Linked DNA regions of Mus musculus: all the other regions are linked to region 2. A link is a contact called in public capture Hi-C and promoter capture Hi-C data. All regions are on one chromosome and are shown on one strand. The core of a region is the stretch at or near the end of the contact, and the rest is flanking DNA. Distances in the headings are between cores, read along the strand shown. Region 1 holds the start of Xaf1 (XIAP associated factor 1). Region 2 holds the start of Tsr1 (TSR1 20S rRNA accumulation). Region 3 holds the start of Mybbp1a (MYB binding protein (P160) 1a).

Region 1 (3,623 bases), core at 415-2,914, 2.6 Mb before region 2:
TCCACCACGTGCATCCCGGGGATTAAACTCAAGCTGTCAGGTTTAATGGCAAGTGCCTTTATCCGCTGAGCCAGCCATATATGAAATGTGTGCTATATTTTTTCTTCATTTTTATTTGACATTTTAATGCATGTATGTAATGCAACTTGACCATGTTCCCGCACCTCTCTGCTTTCTTGCACCCTGCATTCATGCCAAGGGCACACAAGTGGAAGTGATTCACTGCTGTGTGTAGCATCACTGGGTGACAAGACTTCTGCAGTTCTTCAGGTGTAATCTTATATGGCTACTGTGCTATGTACAGTTGCACTGCTGACAGAAACATCATTATTCCGTACACGGCTGTATTTGTGAATGTATCAGTTGTCACTGAGATATACTTTGTGATGTGTGTGTGTGTGTGTGTGTGTCTGTGTGTGTGTGTGTGTGTGTGTGTGTGTGTGTGTGTGTGTGTTAGATCCTAACCCCAAAGCCTTATGCATGGTAGGCAAGTGCCATACCGCTACCTCTACTCCAAAACCCTTTGATCATTTTCATTTATCTAATGACGCCCTGTTTCTTCCTTGGAAGGGGGGTGGTGGTGGTGGAATGAACACAGGAAACCAGCAAATCGACTGACTTCCATCATTTTGCACTGTGATAATTTTGGACATGGGCTGCCTTTAACACAATTTGTTTTCTTTGAACCTCATGAGGTCAGCTAGCCTTGTTGGGTAACTGCCTGAGGCTGTGGCACCTCGCTGGAACAAACATATACTGACACAGCAGCAGTTTTGCATGCAAATTCTAGGAGCACCTGGACCTTAAAGTTGCCTGGGAGCTCCAGTGTAACCCGGTCAGCCAGGAGACAGTATCCAGAAGGCTGAGGTGACTCAAGCTCCCAATTGGTTATCTTGTCTGGATCTGAGCACAGCTCCTCCAGCTCCGTGCCTGTGGCAGAAGGGTCACACCTTGGACCACGTTACCTGGGAACTTCTGTGCAGGTTATTCAGCCCCTTGCTGCTCGATTTTACCAGTGAGCATGGGATAGCAAGACCTCCTCATGGTTTCTGTCATCTTGGCTTACATTATTGTTTGCCATTATTGTTTGCTTTGTTTTGTTTCCCAGCAGAGGACAACCTCAGGAGACACAACACAGTTATCCCTGGCCATTCCCAAGACTTGCCCCAAACCCTGTAGCCTGAGCATCCAGCACCCAGAACCCCCTGCTCAGTTCCTCACAGACTTTGTTTTCAAAGTCACCACAAACTGGAACCCACACAGGGGTACAGAGCTTGCAGGAGCTTCTTCTTCAGAGAGCAGACTCAAGCTTAGCATCTCAGGAGAGACCAGACAGAAACAGTAGGAGTCAGTCACAGGTTGAGAAGTGGGCAGGGACCCCATGGAAACAAAGCCAGTCAGGGAGGGAGGGGGAGAAAGGGAGGAATTGTTGTGCTGCCCAGAGGAAACCCGACAGCTAACGCCCACCCTGGAGGTCACAGTCACGGTAGCACAGAGGCTGCACAGGACAAGGGGCATGACAGAGGACTAGCCCATGCTGCAGAATGGCCTTCTGGGAGTGTCTAGCTGCCAGGATCTGGGAACCGCCCTGAGCTGAGAATTTTTGAAGTCTCCTCCCTGCCGCTGTGAGTCAGGCTGGGCAAACACTTTCAGTTTTGTTTTCCTGTGTGCAAAGAAACGAAACTCCACAGAAGCACTGCAGGAAGCTTGACCATGGAGGCTGACTTCCAAGTGTGCAGGAACTGGTAAGAAGGCATTTTCTCCAGGGCTGGCCAGACAGAGGGGCAGGGCAGAGCAAACAAATTCTGAAGTGATGGGGATGAAGTACAACACCAGAGGGCAAGCCGAAGGGGACTGGAACCTCTGGAGTGAAGAGGTTCCAAATCTCTAAGTAGAGTGCTCAGTGGTACCTCAATATCACTGTTCCCTCTTAGCTTGGGTATTTCAGGCTGGCTAGTTTTAGCCATGAAGTATGGAGGGACTGGTCCCTAGCAGGCTATTCCTGTCAGAGCTTAGATCCGTAGCAGGGGTGGGGGGCATCGTGGTCTTCCCACCCATCTGTGAGAGGACCCTTTGAGAGATGTTCCAGGGTTATTCCTGTCCTCCGCCTGACAAAGGAGCTGGGAGATAGAACATGGAGGGCTGAGCAGGAGGCAAGGACCACACCTCCAAGTAAAAAGAGCTGGTTCCTCAGCAGACCCCACCTGTTGCAGTAACTGGGGTAAAGCTCCACAGAGATCTTTGTTCCACTTCACCTTTCAGGATCTCTGGTCTATGGAGTATGGAGGCAGGCAAAACAGAGAGGGCAAACAGAGCAAAGGACGTCATTCTGTGCGGTTGTGGGGACAGCTGGATCAGGCTAACAGCAGTGAGGCCATGAACCAGATCACAGGGGCCTGAACAATTGGAGGCCATGAGCCAGATCACAGGGCCTGAACAATTGGTCCTTTAAGGATACAGCCTGTTTCCTTTCTCCCGAGCTGCCGTGAGCATGAGCAGATGGAATGGGTTGGCAGCGTTCCTGGTGATGAGCCTATCAGAGGAGGACACCCTGCCCTACAAGACTCCCCTGCATCTCAGATGCTCTCTGGGTAGCTGCAAGGGAGCCCAGGGACGGGAGACAGCGTGGTGGATGGACTTTTGCTCTTGAGAGTTGGGAAACCCTTGGAGGGTCTGAGGTGTGGTCAGGGCAGAGCTGCACTGCTGTGCTCCCTTGTTCTCGTGATGGCCTTTCTAGGAGATAACTGGAAAAGGATAGAACTTTACCTCCCCCAACCCTGTCTCTGTGGGGTGATGCTGAGGAGTCGTTCCAGGCACTGAGCCTAGGGCATTGCACAGAGCAGCCAAGCACTCTGAGCTGCGTTATCCCTGGCTCTGTTTTTCCCTTTCCTTTTGACACAGAGTATCACTAAGTTGCCTAGGCTGATCTTGAACTTACTCTATAAGCACAGATAAGCCTTAAACTAGCCATCTTCCTGACTCAGGCTCCTGAACCCCTGTGCCAACAGCCCTAGCTAACTTGTACATGTTTGAAATATACATCTTGATACACAGTACTTATTTGTGAAACCATCTTACAATCTAGGAAATGAAATCTATCATCAATCTTGAAAGTTGCCTGTTGCCCTGGTACCCTCTTCCTCCCCCTCTCCCAGGCACAGTGCCCTCACACCTATTTTCTGATGGCGAGCTTATCTGTTTCACCAGCACTGGCAGGCATAGGAATGCATCATCAGCATCATCACTGTTTTCCCCAGGCCGCAGGCCTGGAAAGAGCTTACCCCAGGTATGCAACAAGGCGTCATGTCTTATGCTAAGACACTGTGCCTTTCTTTCTCCCCCACCCCCACTTTATCCTGAAGCAAAAGAAATGTGGCCTCTCTCCACTTCATGCTCCACGAGGCCCACTGCCTGCGCTTCATAGTCCTTTGCCCAGAATGTGAAGAGCCCATCCCAGAGTCAAAGATGAAAGAGCACATGGAAGTTGTGCACCAGCAGGTGAGCAGGTGGGCAGGTGGGGCAGAGGCCTGGGGGGTCAACAACTGGAGTCCAGCCTTCCCTGGCCTGGTGGGTAAGTTATTTAGCCCCTCCATGTTTGGCCTCTGTTTTTTGTTTGTGTTACC
Region 2 (3,644 bases), core at 695-3,194:
CAAGCTGGTGAGTCATTCGTATGAGCAGCCCCCCCCTCCCAACCCCCGAAATTGAAATGAGCTTCTAAGCAGCGTCAAGGTAAAGGGAATTAGTGGAGAGAAACTCTTGTTTCTGAAGGATTTCCCTCAAAAGGGCAAAAATAATCTGAGTCTTAAAAACCATTCTTAAAAATACCCGAGTTCCTGGGTAAGGAGGTGGGCGTGGAGGGAGAAACGGTGAGGTGTGCAGCGAACCCTCTGCTAGCCACGACTCACTTGCCAGGGGAACACAAGAGGGCGGTGTGTTGGACACCCGAGGGCGAAGCCCCTGGAACTGTGGCTCGCAGCCTCCAGGAGGCCCGTGGGGACCCCGCCCCCTCCCCGGGCAGTACCCGCAATGAATGGGCAACTCGGGTTCTCCAGCAATCGCCGCCACCCCTCCCCCGATCGCGGTCTCCCCGCGCTGCTGCCGTCACTGGGCGGGGAACGGGAGCACCGTGGAGCAAACAAGCCCCAGGGCGCAAGCCTGACCCTGGCCGAGGGCGCTGCCCGGGACATGCAGAGAGGGGCGTGGGGCGCGGCCCGCCCAGGACCCCGCCCCCGCCTGGCACGGTGGGCTGGCAGCCGCGCGCGTGGGTGCCTCCACCTCTCTGCTCCCGAGCCAGCGCGGGAGGGGTGCGAGCCCCTTGAGACCTTGCCCCGGACCGTACCTCCTTCTTCACGTTCCACAGCAGCTTTTCTTTGACCGCGTCCTCTGCGCTGCCCATGGTGCGGCAGGTGGCGGGCAGGTGGCACCGAGTGGCCCCCCGAGCCCCCGGTGCGCCCTCACCGCCTCCGCGCCTCCCGACTCAGCGCCCCACACGCGAGGCGGAGTCCCCGCCCGCTGCGCTCCCCGCCTGCAGCCGCCGCAGCCACTGCCCGGTGCTCAGCTCCGCAGCCATCTTCCGAGCCCCGCAGACGTCAGGCAGCAGGCCCGGCCCCTTCCCACTGCCGGCAGGGAGGGGGTGTGTGCGCCGCAACTGGGGAGGTGGGGGGGGGGGTCAAGGGCGGGTGCGGACGCCTGGGGGCGTCGGGGCCGGGCGCGCGCCGCAGGGACGGTTGTCATGGCGACTGGCCGGCTCCCGCCCCGAGGGCGCGAACCCGCATTGTGAGCGCTGGGAAGTCAGCCGCTCCGGCCTGCGCCGCGCAGCGGGCGGACTTTGGGAATGTGCTTGTGTCTGGGCAAACCTCAACCACCGTGACCGCTCCCGACTTCTGGCCCCTGGGAGAGGAGCTATACGGAGCCAGGGTCTCGGCTCTGCGTCACTGTGGTTCGAACCTGGTCCTGTCACTCCTCCGGATCCTGTGGAGTGTTCATATATTACTTGCAGCTCAGTCGCAAAGCTTGCAGGAGGAAAGCAAGGACCCGACTGTGAGCTCCTAAGAACAGGTGCCCGAGCGCAAGGGGAAGTCTTCGCCCTCCTCCGGGTCGCCGACATCCGCTTTGGTTCATCTTGCAGATTTGTGGGAAGAGGGGGGCGCGAGTTGGAATAAGAGACATTCCAGAGCCGGTGACACGAGCCCCTTCTAAGTGCTTCGCGTTGGAAATTAGAGTAATAGAGGAAAGGAAAGGCCACTCAGGTACAAATGTCACCCCTTTGTACAGTTCACTGGGACCGCAGAGAGCGGCGTGCAATAGTCTACGTGAAAAGACTTTTATTTCTTCCCACGTGATGCAACTGAAGCGTGCAAAAATGGAAAGATGGGCGCAAAATTGACCTCCTAATCCAGAGCCGGAGCCGGGAGACTCCTGCCGGCATCCTCCATCTCTCAGCAGAGGACTGCAGCGTGGGAAAAGGCACCACGACGTCTCTGCGGACACTCAGGGCGCTGCGCTTGCAGGCTGGCGGCAAAAAACCTCGCGAGAGGTCGCGGAAGTGCTAAGCCTGAAGTCCGTCCCCAGGGCCGGAAACGCTCGGGTCCGCCCGGAAGTAGAGTTCACTTGGTGCACACGTGGACTGCAGAATGGCGGCTCACCGCTCCGGGCCGCTGAAGCAGCAGAATAAAGCTCATAAAGGCGGGCGGCATCACGGCGGTGGGTCCGCACAACGGGACAGCAAAGGTGAGTAGACAGGAGGGAGAGGGGCTGCTTAGCCGGTACCCGTGCCCACACCGAGACTAGACTTGGGACCCTTGCCCAAGGCTCTTAAGCGGCGCAGGAAGGTTCTTGTTGGTTGATTTGACTGAGAGGAGAAGAGCAGCCACTTCCGATCTGCCTTCCAGGCCGGGTAGGACCGAAAATCCTCTGCAAGAAGCTGAAGAGGCAGCTCAGCCGAATAGACCAGAGGCATCGCGCCAGCCAGCTCCGAAAGCAAAAGAGGGAGTCGGTGAGTAGAAGCGGGGGTGGGGAAGCTTATGGTTTGAGATTGGTAAAGTCTCAAACTAGAAAATGGGACACGGAAATGGGCCGAAAACGGAGGTAAACCCAGAGTACCTTCAGGCAGTGTTCATTTTAGAACGAGGCCCTGCCAAACTCCTTGACAGCACATCCATACACGTGGCTTTTTACGAGAGAATGCTTGGTCCTTCCTCATCTTTATTTATACGGGCTTGCTCTTTTGCAAATCATGATTATTTTAAACAAAGGGTCTCACTGTGTAGCCCAGGCTGGCCTAGAACTCAGATCCTCCTACCTCTGCCTTCTGAGTGTTAAGTTAAAAGGCTTGGGCCACCACACCTGGCTCCTCTGATGTTTTCTTTTTTCTTTTCTTTTTTTTTTTTTTTGGGGGGGGGTGGTGGTGTTTCCGAGACAGGGTTTCTCTGTGTAGCCCTGGCTGTCCCGGAACTCACTCTGTAGACCAGGCTGGCCTCAAACTCAGAAATGAGTGCTGGGATTAAAGGCGTGCGCCAGCTCCGCCCGGCCTGCTCTGATCTTTTCTAATGTTTTACGTTACATAAAATTACCTTGGTACTTTTACAAAGCAACAGAAAGGGGAGTAGTTCTGCCCTGGGGTTACAGCACCTGTATATTTGAAGATAGAATAGTGAAGCAAATGATTGAGGTATTCTTGGATCTTTGTGTTGCTAGGTTCTGGCCGAGAAGAGGCAGCTGGGCAGCAAGGATGGTCCTCCACATCAGGTGCTGGTGGTGCCTCTGCACAGCAGGATTTCCCTTCCAGAGGCATTTAAACTGCTTCAGAATGAAGACTTGGGAACGGTGTATTTGAGTGAACGGGGAAGCACCCAGAGTTTTATGCTTCTGTGCCCTAGCTTGAAACATCGATGGTTTTTCACATATGCAAGACCAGGTTAGAGTGTCCGATACTTTTCTCTCATTGTGTTTAAGTAGTTGTCTCTCTTGAATATAGTGTGCTAACTATCTTTTTTTTTTTTTTATGGTGTCTTTTGTATACAGGGGATCTGCATACTCTGTTAGACATGGCTAAAGTCGCTGATACCATTCTGTTCCTCCTGGACCCACTAGAAGGCTGGGACAGTACGGGGGATTATTGCCTGTCTTGCCTTTTTGCTCAGGGCCTTCCCACCTATAGTAAGTGTGCTGTATTGGATACCAGCAAAGAAAACAGCTCTGGTCTAGTCATGCAGGCACAGTGTTTAAGATTAAGTTTAGGAGTAAATCAATGGGTTGTATTCTGCTGGTGTGGGCTATACTTGGTAAACATTTT
Region 3 (3,711 bases), core at 757-3,256, 2.5 Mb before region 2:
TTGGTTTTGTTTTTTTTCCAGACACGGTTTCTCGGTATAGCCCTGGCTGTCCTGGAACTCACTCTGTAGACCAGGCTGGCCTCAAACTCAGAAATCTGCCTGCCTCTGCCTCCCGAGTGCTGGGATTAAAGGCGTGCACCACCGCGCCCGGTTTAGTAAGTGCTTTTCACTAACACGCCATATCCCTTGTCTCTATAATTTTGTTTTTTAAGGCAGAGTCTCCCTGTGTAATCCAGTCTGGCCCAGGCACTGGGATTACAGGATCACCAACACAGTCAGCTAATTGTTTTGTTTTGTTGGCTTGGGGATCAAATTTAGAGCACTGATGTGCTTGGCTGGTGTTCTATTTCCATACCATATCCCCAAACCCAAGCTAGCAGAGCTCTTAATTGTACCATCTCCACTTCTCTCTCAGACAAAACATTGCTAGGCGCAATGATTCCACCATCTATTCAACGATTTTAGCTTTTAGCCTGGTGTCCTTTCTAGCAAATCATCTCCTTTGGCCCAGGTCATCGCCTACGTTGACATTTGCCATAGGTTAGCCAAGGCCTTACTCCAGCATAATTCACTGCCTCGGTACTCACAGCCACGGGCTGTGGCTGCTCTCAGCTAACAGTTGACCTTTTAAAACTGTAAATCAGATGTAAATCCTCCCTGCACTCTCTGAAGAAATTCTGAACCCTTGAGCCTGGCCCTGGGTTCTATATAACCTTGCTCCTGGCACCTGAGTCCTCCTCCTCACCTTACTGACCTCATTCCCGTAAGAGATGAGTGGCCTCTGTAGAAGAAATGTCCTTGGCCTGCTCTTAGATTTTTGCCCTGGGGACAATAGAGCCCATCTTGTCCCTCAGCTGTCAGCTCACATGTCAGTCTTGTCATGGTCTCTTAAATAGAATCTTAGAATCTATAGAATTTTCCCTTTAATTTTTTTTTTGGTTTTGTTTTTGTGTGTGTGTGTGGTTTTGGGTTTTTTGGTTTTTTTTGTTTTGTTTTGTTTTGGTTTGGTTTGGTTTTTCGAGACAGGGTTTCTCTGTGTAGCCCTGGCTGCCCTGGAACTCACTTTGTAGACCAGGCTGGCCTTGAACTCAGAAATCCACCTGCCTCTGCCTCCCAAGTGCTGGGATCAAAGGTGTGCACCACCATGCCCGGCTTCCCTTTAATTTTTTTTTTTTAAGAAAATGTTGTTTATTTTATTTTATTTTTTTTTTTGTTTTTTGTTTTTTTTTTTTTTTTGGTTTTTCGAGACAGGGTTTCTCTGTATAGTCTTGGCTGTCCTGGAACTCACTTTGTAGACCAGGCTGGCCTCAAACTCAGAAATCCGCCTGTCTCTGCCTCCCAAGTGCTGGGATTAAAGGCGTGTGCCACCACCTCCCGGCTGTTTATTTTTATGAATACACTGTATCTGTCTTCAGACACACCAGAAGAGTGGATTGGATCCCATTACAGATGGTTGTGAGCCACCATGTGGTTGCTGGGAACTGAACTCAGGACCTCTGGAAGAGTAGTCAGAGCTCTTAACCGATGAGCCATCTCTCCAGCCCCTCCCTTTAATTTTTAACAGGCGATGTTTTCACGTTTTTTAACATTTAAAAGGCTCCCTCTGCTCCCTACATTCCTTATTTTCCTCATAACTATCATTTAAAATGTATTTGTCTACTCGTTCATCAACCATCTCTTCCCACTAGAAAGGAAGTCCACAGAAGCCGCGGCTTTGTTCGGATGCACACAATAAAAGCGGAATAATAGCGGATGTCTCGGACTAGATCGCGAGCAGACCCGGGTCTGGGAAGAGATCATACTACGGCTTTTTCGTGGATTTGTTTGCACCTCCGGTCGTCAGGAACTCCTCCAGGTTAAAGGAAGAGATCGAAGCATCAGTTTCTGAGCACACGCGCGTGTGAGAACACTCTGCTCCACCCACAGCCACAAGGGAAAGGCAAGGCCGTACGGAAGCCACTTCCAACCTGCTAGGCCCCGCCCTCACTCGGACGTCCCAGTGCGCAGGCGCCGAGACCTGACCTGGAAGTGACTGTCTTCTGAGCCCACGTGTTTGGCTCAGCATGGCGGAGATGAAGAGCCCCACGAAAGCTGAGCCTGCGACTCCCGCAGAAGCGGCGCAAAGCGACCGCCACAGCCTGCTGGAGCACAGCCGCGAGTTCTTGGACTTCTTCTGGGACATTGCGAAACCGGATCAGGAAACGCGGCTCCGGGCCACGGAGAAGTTGTTGGAGTACTTGCGCACAAGGCCCAATGTATGATGGAGGGGCCCAGGCCCATCGTGGCTCTGGATGCAAGGGGGAGGGGTGGGCCCTTCAGATCACTGTTGAACACGAGGGATGTTCTTGGTTCCGTAGGATTCGGAGATGAAATATGCCCTGAAGCGCCTAATCACTGGGCTTGGGGTGGGCCGAGAAGCCGCTAGGCCCTGCTACAGCCTGGCGCTGGCACAGGTGAGACTGTGTGTCTGGCAAGGGCACGATCTCGCTGGGCAAAGGTGGCGTCTAAGGGTAGGGGGCACCGAAGCTGCGGGGTAAGAAGAAATCCGAGATGCTTCAGAGGGGATACAGGCATCCTTACTTGGGTGGGAGGAAGTGCCAAAACATGGCCTATGTACAGCAAAGTCCAGGCAGGTGGAAGAGTTGAACACGTTTTCTTTCTGATACACGTTTATCAGCTACAGAGTATTAGCTACAGTTACTGGAAGTAGTGAACTTTGAGGTTGATTTCTGCAAGGTTGGGGAGCCGCCTCCAGGTTAGGAAGGCAACTGATGACAGACCACGTAGAAATTTGTACAGCAAAAAGCAATGAAGACTAACCAGCCTCAAGGCAACTCAGAACAGGATCTTTGGATGGGATGGGTTTTCCCAAGAGGTACAGAAGCAGCCTAGGCCTTCTGAAGCCTTGATGGAGGTGGGGCTTAGCCATGTAAGATGTGGTCCCTTGAAAGCAGTAGCGCTTGTGAGGGATGGGAGGAGCACGGAGATTATATTGGGGAAAGCTGAAGGAGGGAAATGGACTTGGTCTGGTTTGTTGTCCCTGGGCCACTCCTGAGCTCTTTCTGGTCTTGCCTGGTAGCTGTTGCAGTCTTTTGAAGACATCCCATTGTGTGACATCCTGGATCAGATACAAGAAAAATACAGCCTACAAGCCATGAACAAGGTGCGTGAGATTCCCAGACAGACAACCTGCTCCTGAACAGCTATGGGGAGGGACCCTCTTCACCTGTGTTTTCAATCTTTTTCTAGGCAATGATGAGACCTAGTCTCTTTGCAAACCTTTTTGGAGTGCTAGCCCTCTTTCAGTCAGGCCGCCTAGTGAAGGTAAGAGCTTTTGGCACGGGGCGCAGGGACTGGTTTAGGGCTGGAGGGGAACAGATGGTAACAGACCCTGCTCTTCACCTTTTGCTCTCTGTGGATACCAGGACAAAGAGGCCCTGATGAAGTCCGTGCAATTGCTGAAGATCCTGTCCCAACACCCCAACCACTTACAGGGACAGCCAATAAAGGCTCTGGTGGACATCCTCTCTGAGGTAGAGAATCACAAGTCATGCCGTCTGATTTGGGAAACGTTGAAAAGATTTGGGTAGGAACATGATGAGGACAGATGGTTTGACCATGCAACTGGTATGAGGAGGTTGTTTGTTTGTTTGTTATTCCTCTCTCACCAACTATCTTAAATCTGCCTTGTCTTTCAGGGTCTCAGCACAT

The links. Promoter capture Hi-C pulls out the DNA fragments that hold promoters and counts their contacts. Capture Hi-C pulls out chosen DNA fragments and counts their contacts.
Region 1: a contact with region 2 is called in a promoter capture Hi-C map of hippocampal neurons, with 5 times the contacts expected there. The contact joins the promoter of Xaf1 here to the promoter of Tsr1 in region 2. A contact is called at or near these places in 2 of 39 promoter capture datasets (cranial neural crest and hippocampal neurons).
Region 3: a capture Hi-C map of embryonic stem cells shows a contact between it and region 2, with 10 times the contacts expected there. The contact joins the promoter of Mybbp1a here to the promoter of Tsr1 in region 2. A contact is called at or near these places in 3 of 39 promoter capture datasets (embryonic stem cells, frontonasal cranial neural crest and liver), 1 of 484 Hi-C or Micro-C datasets (embryonic stem cells), 1 of 115 datasets of contacts at active chromatin or transcription factors (embryonic stem cells) and 1 of 9 other capture datasets (embryonic stem cells).

Annotation. Positions count from the first base shown.
Region 1 is chr11:72,299,965-72,303,587 of GRCm38.p6, forward strand. Xaf1 (XIAP associated factor 1) reads left to right here and starts at 1,665. Exons shown (of 6, transcript NM_001037713.4): 1 at 1,665-1,745; 2 at 3,363-3,498. The coding sequence starts at 1,714.
Region 2 is chr11:74,896,136-74,899,779 of GRCm38.p6, forward strand. It overlaps Tsr1 (TSR1 20S rRNA accumulation), which reads left to right and starts at 1,945. Exons shown (of 15, transcript NM_177325.3): 1 at 1,945-2,080; 2 at 2,242-2,345; 3 at 3,047-3,266; 4 at 3,374-3,508. The coding sequence starts at 1,984. Sgsm2 (small G protein signaling modulator 2) reads right to left here and starts at 934. Exons shown (of 23, transcript NM_197943.3): 1 at 690-934. The coding sequence starts at 746.
Region 3 is chr11:72,439,321-72,443,031 of GRCm38.p6, forward strand. Mybbp1a (MYB binding protein (P160) 1a) reads left to right here and starts at 2,007. Exons shown (of 26, transcript NM_016776.3): 1 at 2,007-2,255; 2 at 2,358-2,453; 3 at 3,080-3,163; 4 at 3,250-3,324; 5 at 3,426-3,533. The coding sequence starts at 2,064.